2 separate regions of the Mus musculus genome follow, and region 2 is linked to region 1. Evidence: chromatin contacts called from public HiChIP or PLAC-seq data. All regions are on one chromosome and are shown on one strand. The core of a region is the stretch at or near the end of the contact, and the rest is flanking DNA. Distances in the headings are between cores, read along the strand shown.

Region 1 (5,844 bases), core at 2,695-5,194:
CAGTTTTACAAAATAAAAAGAACTCAGGTTGGAGAGGATGGTTCCGCGGGGAAGAGCACTGACTGCTCTTCTGGAGGACCTGCCTTAGATTCCTCGCACTCACGGGCTGGCACGCCTACCTGCAACTCCAGTTACAGGGGAGCTATTGCCCTCTTCTGGCTTTCGTGGGCTTTGCCTCTACATGGTACACAAACATTCATGCAGCTAAAACACCCATAAACATAAACTAAAAGTAGGTCTAAACAGAAGACAAAAATGGTAAAATCACTATGGAGATGGGTGGTGGTGGTGGCAGTTGCTAATGGCAGTGACATGGTCTAAAGGCAGATGGGAAAAGACAGCTTTAGTCCATGAACATGGTGATGAGTGTCTCAACAAGGAAGGTATTGTGAGACAGTCTTTCAGTGTGCACAAATGGGCATCCGCGTATGAATATCAGCTGTGATGTTTACTGCTATTAACACTCTTCAATATGAAAGAAGGAGGTAGAATTCCAATAAGCCAATAATGACCCAACCCACAACAAGGAAACAAGTCTGAAGACTTAGCTGAGGTCGGAGGGTTGTTTGTGGCTGTCAGTTGTAACATTGTTTCCCTCTTCTCATTAGCATCAGCCTTCAGAGTCAACCACAACAGACAGACGGGAAATATTTTATAAGAGGCCACAGAGAGACATAAAAGTGTGCTGGGAGCAGTTGAGAGGTGGCGTCTCTTCCATAAGTAATGGTAAGTATATATTTAATGATCATTAAATTTTCATCTGAAATGCATTTCGCATGTTACTGATTTCTCCGAACTTCATTTATTTTCCACTCTTCACTTTTTAGACACACTCATCACACCACAAAAGACACATTGTCCCACATTTGGCTAAAATCATAACAGACGATGCACAGTCTGGATTTAGGGGAGTGACTCCAAACCCATAAGCCGGGCACACATTTAAAATTATTGGAATCCCAGACCCCTTTACAAGGCTCCCGGTGTCTACAGAGGATAAAGTCGGGGGGGGGGGGGGGGCTGTGAGGTGGATCTTCATTTGCATTTGGATGGAAATAAAAGTAAAAGCATTGAGCCATAGGGACACAGAACTGGGGAGATAATTTTCCAGTCTGGTACATTTAAAGTCCATTATGCTGAAACATTTATGTCTCCTGCTTTGCAAACATAAGAAGTCATATATATGCTAAACTCATAACATTATTAATTCATCAGACACTTACAGCCCCCTATCTCCAGGAATCACAAGGAGTCTTTAAACAACAAATGACTTTGAAAGTAATCTCAGCATATAGTGCTGAGGTCAGCAGAACGGATTCTCATTAAAGGACAGAAACATGACGTCACTCGAGAAGACAGCTCAGCATAGAAACCCTGATGAGAGTCTGCCATCCCATGGAAGTTCCGGTTAGTTTGGGGAAGTACAAAGGTGAAGGGGCTGCCCACCTGTCGTAGGGCTTCATCCAGTGAAGGAGAGTGTTTCAAAAGGTCACACTGAGACTATTATAAAAACTAATCAGGACCTTCAAAATACCGTAGCATCGATTAAAGCCATGAAGTTGGGGAAGGGCAAAGCATCAGCTGGTACAGGAAGAAGTACTTGGAAGATTTTCTACCCACGTCTGAAGTCTCCCTTGATTGCTTATAGCCTGGGATGACTTAGTTTCATCTATGAGCTTGATTGAGATTTGGGGGAGAGTTGGTTCAAAAGTAAGGAACAAGAAAACCAAAACTGAGAAGTTAACAGTAAAATCAATCCTGGACTGGTACGAAAGATTAATTTGGTGGTGGTGGTGGTGGTGGTGTTTTATCAAAGTGGCCACAATAGTTCCCATAGTGTGTGATTTTGTATTAACCACAACTTACCTTACCTACTGTCCATCCAAGGGTAGCACCCATGTTCCTCCTTCCCCATTGGATCTGGGTGAGCTACTTCCAAAGCTGGGGATAAGAAGCAAGAAGCCTTTTCCTGTTTGACATCCAGCTCACTGTTTAGTCCTTGTCCACGTCTTGGGACAGGTTTAGGACAGCAAAGTTTATAAGGCAGGGTTCCTCTTGACACCCATGTGGTTGCTGGCTCGCACACGGGACCAAACAACCATGGACAGCTCCTCTAAAACCAGGAGCCCAAATCAATCTTTTCTCCTTTCTACTGGGTCTTTGGTGACAGCATGAAAAGCTAAGACCTCATGCAATCATACTGCTGCCATCCCTCCAGGAAAGCTCTCTCCAAGCAAGAGGCCCTAAAGCCAACAAAGGAGTGTCATCCAGAGTGTATGAAGAAAAAATTTGGGGGCCTAGAAAAATGAGAAACTTTTCAGAAAAGAGAGAGCTCTGATCATAATAAAACTAAAACAAAATACTCACTCTCAGGTAATGTGAAAATTAAAACAACTGAATAAAACCTTACATAATTCAAAATTGGAAAAAATTAAGAGCCATGTTACGTCATGGACCCAAAATTAGTTACTACTGGGGTTGTGACCAGGTGCAATCAATTTAGGAAACATTGTAACAACAGGTATAGGGGTTAAGGGGCACACACTGAAGGCCGGCTTCTACCCTGAAGTCTCCAGCCTGTGGACACTCACAGGCATTCGCAGCAGACAGCGCAAGGATATTCGCTTCCAGCAGCCATTTGTAACAGAAAACAAGTGGAGCTCAACTCTTTCCAGATGGGTAAAGATAAATATGCTAAGGTTTATCCACAGAACGGAAAGCTTCCTAAAGAAGAATTCTAAAATAATTAAAATTGTGAGGAACAAACACCCTGTCCCACTCCTAACAATTAGCAAAGGAGACTCCAAGTAGTAAGAGCAACCTTGCAAGGTCAGGTGCCATCCACGGTGATCAGTCACATGAATGTGGTGAGCTCAGGAGGGGACAACCTTTCACGTCATCTGCCACTTATATGTATGTGGGTGTATTTTGGCTCTTTATGACCTGTTTAGTTTAAATCTGTTTAAGAGTGTTAAAACACTGCACAGGACATGGGACAAGTTGGGCTGCTGAGATTTTTTTTTTACTATGATTAAATATTAGCTTATTAGGTGAGGGCAGCTAGAGTCCTTAGCAAGGAACAATGTTTTATGCTCAATGTATTTGGACCTAGGCTGACTTAAGCCATTCTTATTTTGAAAATTGACACTCATTTTTTATTTTTTATTTTTTTACAAAATGATAGTTATATTGAGGTCTATAAACATGTATGCTATTTTAAAGTATCCGTTGAAGGAGCTGGAGACATGGCTTAGTACTTAGAAGGTCCTCACATAGAGGACCAGAGTTTGGCTGCCAGCATCTGTATCCAGTATCTCACAACCACCTGTAACTCCAGCTCCAGAGAATATGATGCCCTCTTCTGGCATCCATGGGCATCTCCCTACATCTACAACCCACACATGACAACTTCACATATATGCACCATTGAATTGATTTTTTAAAAAATTAAAGAGGAGGAAGAGAGGAGGAGAGAACTGGAAATGACCAAAGATTTTTGTCATCCTTCCAAAATAATGAGTTCTCCTTTCATAGCTTCATTGATGTTGGACATACACAAACACACAGAAACACACACACACACACACACACACACACACACACACACAAGCTTGCCTACTTTCTGGGCCAGAAGCAAAGGACTTCCTTGTCAGCCTAGGCAGCTCATAGCCCATATTCTCATTAGTTCTCCTGCCTTCAAAATCCCATAAGGGTGTTGCAGAGCGTACCAGGTAAATGCTATATCCGCAGTGGGTTTATGTCACAGCTGAGGGGCCTCTTAATCACGCACGCATGTGCATGGGTGCACTCGTGTATAGTGTGTGTGTGTGTGTGTGTGTGTGTGTGTGTGTGTGTATGCGCGCCCGTGTGTGTCAACGTTCAGCATAAAGCCCAGCACCCTTTTGGAAGGCCAGGCCTTACTGGATAAGCTCCAGTGCTGTAACTTGCATGACTCAGCAAATCTAAATTTTGATCCGTTATGCGACATCTCATCCTTTGTGGGTCATGCTGTAAGCCTGGGGTTTTACAGCTTGACAAAAAGACATTCTTAAGGACACAGGTAAATGTTCCTAGGGCTCAGGGTGCAAACAAGGGTTTGGGGGTGCTTCCAATAAAACTGAGATAAACATACAGGGTTGACTGCAATACAACAGCTGCAGTGGCTGAGTCTGTCTCCTTCCAAAAACAAGTGTGTTGAGCAATAGCCCCACCTACAGACGGCTTCTGGAACTGCAGCAGTAAGAACATGGCTTCTGGTAGCTTTCTACTCCTTTTCCTCTCCTCTACTTTTCTGGTTTGTTTTCTTTTGGTTTTCCAGACAGGGTTTCTCTGTGTAGCCCTGACTCCTAGAACTCGCTCTGTAAACCAGGCTGGCCTCGAACTCACAGAAATCCTCCTGCCTCTGCCTCCTGTGTGCTGGGACTAAAGGTGTGCTCCACCACCTCTAGAAAGACAAGTATTATCTTGTTCACCACCACCCTGGAGGCTGGCTCACCAAACAGTGACCTCACGTGGCACTGGCCTCCCCATCCAAAGTCTCATCAGGACAAATGCAAAGCTTTTCTCCCACTTAAACCCTTTAAAGTTCTTAAAGCGCTCTGAATGTTTTGCCGGCAATACAGTTTTTGCTAAGTGACAAGAGTACATTTTTATAATCTATCCCAAGATCAATCACCTCTTTTCTACTTATAATTAATATTTGCAAGCTTCACTAAGCAGGCTCTGAGATCACATTTCCATTAATAATCTAAATTATAAAGAATTCAAATCCCATAGTCTACGGTTCCAGGAAATTCAGTTTTTTACCAGAACCTGCCCCAAAGGGATTCTAGGAGACAGTTTTTTCCTGCCATGTAAGTCCTTCCTGGAACCAGCCATCTGCCACCAGGTCCCTTATATCTGCAACCCCTGAGGCTCTGCTCAGACGGCCATCTCTCTGCTTCCTCTAACAAGTGTATTCCCAGGAGCCGGCCCTTTGCTTTATTAGAGTATCCCTAGAGACCCGAGTTGACATGGTGAGAAGCTAAGGGAAGTACCTCCAGAGTCATGTGACCGCCCCTGCTTGGGTCCCCTCCCAATACAGCAATGACACCGAGTTGTGTGCAGGGATGTGTAACTGTCATCAGAGACCTGAGTCTAGCTTCCTAGTAGCTGTATGGCTTCAGGAAGCCCAGCTTTCTGAATCTCCCTCCTCATCTGTACAATGGAGAGTGAGCTGGCAGCTTCTAGGCCACAAAAGAACTTACACACCAATATTCAAAAAGCGGCATCAGACCAGATGCTCACTAACCAAGTAAACGATAGTATGAACACAGTGCAAGTTTATAGGACCGAATATCGTCTGCACAGAAAGGAACAGGCATGCTGCAGTGCCCTGCATCAATGAACTGGGATGCTGGTGTGTCCTGCATCAGGGGATGCTGGTGTGTCCTATATCAATGAACATGCATGTTGGTGTGTCCAGCATCAATGAACCTCTAAGGTTATACACTGAGTAAAAGAAGCTACCCAGGAAAGTCACCAAAGTCACATGAATTCGTGTCCATGAAGCATCCAGGATGGGGAAGTCTATAGAGGAAGTACACTCATAGCTGCCTGGGGCTGGGAGTTGTAGAGAAACCGGAAGGGAGCAGGGATGACAACCAATACAAGTAAGTTATCTTTATAGGCTGATGAAGATGGCTTATAATTAAATGGTGCTTGTTCAACTCTGTAAATATGCTTTAAAAACCTATAAACTGAAGCCAGCAAGAGGGCTGGGTAAGTGAAGGTGCTTGGTGGCAAGTCTACTGATCCCCACCACCACATACATACATACATACATACATACATACATATAAATAA
Region 2 (5,591 bases), core at 947-3,446, 480 kb before region 1:
TGGAGGACTGGCTTATGAAATTTCAGAGGGAAGATTAAAAACTCTTATCACGATTGTTGCTGTTTTTATTGTGAAGATTCTGTGGTTTTAGTTAGCTGTGGTTGAAGAATCAGCTGTGATTAACAAGATGCCAGAACTACTAAAGAGGAACCTTTGGATTACTGGGACTATTGATGCTCGTTAGCTGGAACTAAGAAATTACTGATGATTAAGAAGAGACAAGCATCATTGAGGTGAAATCTTCTGGGAAGCGCTTTCTGAGAGCACAAAGAGGTTCCAGAGATAGCCAAGATTGTACTTCATGCTGTGGCTGGACTTGGTAATGTGTAGGAGTCACCCAGGTGGTACTAGCTTTGAAAGCGTGAAGAGCAGCTGAGGCTTAGCACTGTGAGAGGCCATGGAAGGTGATTGGCGAAGATGCAGTCTTAGTTGCAATTCATGGCCCAGGACTGAAGGGGTCATGCAAAGGAATTGAGGCTTGGCACCATGAAGAAAGCCTATGAGAGGCTATTGGTGAAGTCTAGTTACAGTGGAAGACAGCAGTGTTTTGGAGATGCCAATACCATGAATGACCACCAAGAACAACAGCATCAGTGGAGTACAGGCAACTGGAGCCTAGAAGACAAGATGTGTGCTACAAAGGGAAGAGCTGGAGAAATGACCCAATCCCTTGGGAGAGCCCAGAAGATCATGAGTGGATCCTAGACATGGGATGGCTAGAGTTTGATTTTGATTGTGATTGTGGTTGTGCCCTGATATTTTTCCTTCTTGAAGGAAGAAATTATTTTACTGGAGCCCACAGTTAAGAGACTTTAATTGTAAAAACACTTAGAATTTTAGAAGAGACTGAATATTTTAAAGGGAGTGAAAATTTTCATATGTAAGAATTTGTAAAGACTATGGGACTTTTAAAGTTATTTAGATCTTGGGGATGAATAAGAAAGTAAGGGTTGAGGCTTTATAGTGACATGTTTGTGTGTCCAATTGACAAGGCATCAGTTGTTTGTGCAGGAATAGAAACCCTAAGACAGTCCATTTTTCTGTTCCATATTTGTTTTTTCCAAGACAGGGTTTCTCTGTGTAATACCCTCGGCTGTCCTGGACTCTATAAAGGTAGACTAGGCTGGCCTTGAGCTCACAGAGATCCATCTGGCTCTCCCTCCTAAGTTCTGGAATTAAAGGCATGCCCCACCACGCCTGGCTCCCCTTTCCATTTTTCTTTGGAGCTATTGTGATTTCAGACAGAGCTGGTGTTGAATCTTGTTAACAACACACACCTGCCATGTGACATTTAGAAATTTACTTAACCTTTCTGCATTTCTATTTCCTCTTCTGCGAATCAGGGATAATAAGCCTGTCTCTTAGAATTAAAAGGATGAAATAAAACCATGTCAATTTGGATGGCACAGAATACATGCAGCATAATAGTTCTCTTTCTGCCCCTCCCCCCAGGTCTTCCTTATTTCTCCCAACTCTGCTTTCCTGTGCTATTTTTTTTTCAAGTACTTGGATGATATCATTTTGTTTCTTTTAATCTAGTAGCCCCTTTCCACCGTCTGTCTCTTATCTGCATAAACACTCTACAGTCCCTGACTAGTCAGATTCCTAGAATCCTAAGCCCTAACAGAGTGGCTTGCAAGGAGTCAATAAAAGTACAAGCAAGAAGAATACGTCATTTTTGCTGGAAGGTTTTAAGAATATTATTTATCCTTCAGACAAGGGCAAGAGGTAGTCAAGACAACAGAAAACCTAAGGAGACACTTAAGCTACAAACCAATAGCATCTCTTATGCTTGGCTAAAGCTAAGTGTATACAATCTCCTTGGGCTTTTACTGTCTTTCTAAAGACAAGATCGTCTTCCAATCCATAAATACCCCAGTATTTTGCTGCATATTTTTATGTTTTTTCCATTATAGAGTAATGCATCCTAGACGTGTTTTCTACTTATCTTCCACTGAGGTTTGTAGCCAAGAAAAACTAGGAGTCGCCTGCTGCTTCCTTGTTTATGCTTTCAGAGCAGAGTAGCACATTGTGTCTAGGAGATGATACTCTCTGCCCTGAGCAGCAGGGGTGCAGGATCTTCAGGGATTCAGATTTCAGAAGCCTCACAACTGCTGGGGCCCAGTAGAAGCTCCTTCACTGTCTGGTTAACGTAGTGCTTGCAACATACCATCTTGCATATTCCCCTGTGCATGGGCAGCAACCATAGGGAAGTTCGGTTGTTATAATGACAAGACCCACCAAGAAAGACACGCATAAAGAAGACATGCAAGTGTCCTGGGAATAGGTAACAGGATATGACAGCAGCAAGGATGAGTAATTTTGACTTATTAGAAAAGGACAGCATAAAGCAACAGCCATTGCTGGTGATATGAGGAACTAAGGCTTAGGAAAGAGTAATGTAGATAGCAGTCATTTGATAGTCACATCCACACAACCCTGGATGATTATCTGTTGCTCTTCCTCCCCCTCCCCCTCCTCTTCCTCTTCTTCTCTTCTCTTCTTCCTCTTCCTCCTCTCCCTCTTCTTCTTTGAAATGTTTATTGACTTTTATTTCATGTGTATGAGTGTTTTGCCTGAATGAATTTATGTCATCACTTTCATGCCTTGGTGGCTGCAGAAACCAGAAGAGCGCACTGGATTCCCTGGAATTGGATGCCAGATGCTTATGAACCATCTGTGGGTGATGAAAACTGAATCCAGGGCCTCTACAAGAAGAGCAAGTGCTTTTAATAGCTGAGCCATCTCTACAGTCCTCTCTGCATCTTTAATCTGATTCAAGTCCTTTCCTCTAACTTCAATACACAATTATAACAATCAATTTAGGAAGTTGAAGTAGGAAGACAGAGCTTCTTTGATGATGCTGGAGCAAGGCCCTGGTCTATGAATATAGTAGGATATTACTGGAGTTGTTTTATTGCTGCACTTTTTTTTTTCTGATTTGATTTTATCCTGGGTTATCTAGACTCAAGTTCTTGGCCACTGCTTTGATGTGGGTGTGGGTGTGGGTGTGGGTTCTATCTCATGGAATGAATGGGTGTTAAGCCAAATCAAATATTATTTGGTGACCACAAACTTTGTGCCACTATTTCCCGATTGTCCTAGCATATTTTGCAGCAGGACACCACTGTAGATGAAAGGTTTTGTGGTGGATTACATTGATTGGTCCCTGTATGTTGAGCCATCCCTATATATCTGGAATGAAGTTTACTTGATCACCATGGATGATCTTTTTGATGTGTTCATTGATTTGGTTTGCAATTATTTTATTGGGAATTTTTGCATCTATGTACAGACAGAAAATTGGTCTGTAATTCCACTTCTTTGGTAGGTCTTTATGTAATTTGAGTATTGGAGTAACTGTCACCTCATAAAACAAATTGGGCAATGTTACTTTTGTTTCTATTTTGTGGAATAATTTAAAAATACTGACACTGACTCTTCTTTGAATAGACTTCTACACTAAAATCATCTACTGCTGAACTTTTTGTTGTTGTTGTTGTTAGACTTTTAATGACTGCTTCTATTTCACTAGGGGTTATAGGTCTATTTAAATTTCTTCTCTGATCTTGGGTTAACTTTTCTAAGTGGTGTTTATTGAGAAAATTATTCACTTCTTATAGATTTTCCAATTTGGTGGAGTACAGGTGTTTAAAGTAATTATTATTATGATTCTCTGGATTTCTTTGGTGTTATATCTCTATTTTCATTTCCAATTTTGTTAATTTGAATATTTTCTTTCTATTTTTAGTTAATTTGGATAAAGTTTTGTCAATCTTATTGATTTTTTTAAAAAGAACCAACTTTTTGTTTCATTGATTCTTTTTATTGTCTTTGTTGTTGTTGTTTTCTTGATTTCAGCTCTGAGTTTGATTATTTCTTGCCATCTACCTATCTGGATTTTTTTAGTGTTGTTATAGAACTTCAAGATGTTCTATTACTATTATAAAATCTCTTCATTTTTTAAAAAATATAGGTACTCAGTACTATGAACTTATCTCTTGGAACCACCTTCATTGGGTACCATAAGTTTAGGTATGTTGTGGATACAGTTTCCTTCAATTGTAGAAAGTTTTAATTTCTCTCTTAATTTCTGTCCTGGCCCACTTTTTATTCAGTAGTGAGTTATTTTGTTTCCACAAGTTTGTAAGAGTTCTCTTGTTTCTGTTGTTGTTTATATCCAGCTTTTATTGGTGGTGGTCAGATAGGATATAAGGTGTTCTTTCAATTTTCTTGTATCTGTTGAAATTTGCTTTGTGTTCAGGTATGTGTTTACTTTTGGAGAAAATTCCATGAGGTGCTGAGAAGAAGGCAAATTCTTTTATACTTGGGGAAATGTTCTGTAAATATCTGTTAGATCCAATTGGTTTATAATGTCAGTTAGCTTTGGTTTAAAGTCTATTATTTACAGATATTAAAATGACCATGCCAGTTTGCTTCTTAGGTCTATTTGCTTGAAATATCTTTTTACATTCTTTTTTCCCTGTCTAGCATTGACATTAAGGTGTGTTTCTTGCATGCAGCAGAAGGATGGGTCCTGTTTTTGCATTCATTCTGTTAGTCCTTTTATTGGGGAATTGAAACCACTGACTTTGAGAGATATCAATGAGAAATGTTTGTTGATTCCTATTATTTTGTTATTGTTGTGATAGTGGTCTGTATGTGTGTGTGTTTTTCCTGTCTTTTGATTTGTTGTTCTGAGATTATTTATTCCAGGTGACTTCTTGGGTGGGGTTAACTTCTTTACATTGGTTTTCCTTCTAGCTCTTCTGTAGGGCTGGATTTATAGATAGATATTGCTTAAATTTGGTTTTATCATGAAATATCTTATTTTCTCCACTTACTGTGATTGAAAGTTTTGCTGGGTAGAGCAATTTGGGCTGGCATCTTGGTGTTTTAAGAATTTGTAGAGTATCTATCCATGCCCTTCTAGCTTTTAGAGTCCCCACTGGAAAGTCAGGTATTGTTTTAATAGGTCTGGCTTTATATATTATTTGTTCTTTTCCCCTTGCAGCTTTTTAATGTTATTTCTTTTTTTGAATGTTTAATATTTTGATTATTATTTGTCAGGGGGACTTTCTTTTCTAGTCCAGTCTATTTGTTGTTTTGTATACTTCTTATACTTTGATAGACATCTCCTTCTTTTGTTTTTTTCCCATGAATTTGTCGAAAATAGTTTCTGTGCCTTTGACCTAGGTAACCTAGATTTCTTCTTCTTTCTCTATTCCTATTATTCTTAGTTCAAGTCTTTTCATAATGCCAGAATTTTTTTTAAAGATTTAATATTTACTGTGACTGAGGTATTCATATCTTGTATCTTGTCTTCAATGTCTGAGGTTCTCTCTTCCATCTCTTGTGTTCTGTTGGTGAAGCTTGCCTCTGCTTCCATCTCTTGTGTTCTGTTGGTGAAGCTTGCCTCTGCTTCCATCTCTTGTGTTCTGTTGGTGAAGCTTGCCTCTGAGGTTCCTGTTTGAGTTCCTCAATTTTTGTTTTCTTGCTTTCTCTCACTTTGAGTTCCCTTATTGATTCTATTTGCACTTTCAGGGCTTGAATTGTATAACCACTTCCTTCTATTTGTGTGTTCACAGATT

The links. HiChIP or PLAC-seq counts read pairs in DNA pulled down with a chosen protein or histone mark.
Region 2: an H3K27ac HiChIP or PLAC-seq map of large pre-B cells shows a contact between it and region 1, with 4 times the contacts expected there. The contact joins two enhancer-like sites. A contact is called at or near these places in 1 of 15 datasets of contacts at CTCF or cohesin (the NIH/3T3 cell line), 1 of 484 Hi-C or Micro-C datasets (neural stem cells) and 3 of 115 datasets of contacts at active chromatin or transcription factors (the NIH/3T3 cell line, large pre-B cells and vascular smooth muscle cells).

What each region holds. Positions count from the first base shown.
Region 1 is chr1:165,128,472-165,134,315 of GRCm38.p6, forward strand. No RefSeq gene overlaps it. Among named protein-coding and RNA genes, the nearest start is that of Tbx19, 29 kb to the right of the region's middle. Within about 2 kb of position 3,945, at least 62 of the 459 cell types and tissues checked have an H3K27ac peak or open chromatin away from gene starts, as enhancers often do.
Region 2 is chr1:164,646,870-164,652,460 of GRCm38.p6, forward strand. No RefSeq gene overlaps it. Among named protein-coding and RNA genes, the nearest start is that of Gm26685, 150 kb to the left of the region's middle. Within about 2 kb of position 2,197, at least 5 of the 459 cell types and tissues checked have an H3K27ac peak or open chromatin away from gene starts, as enhancers often do.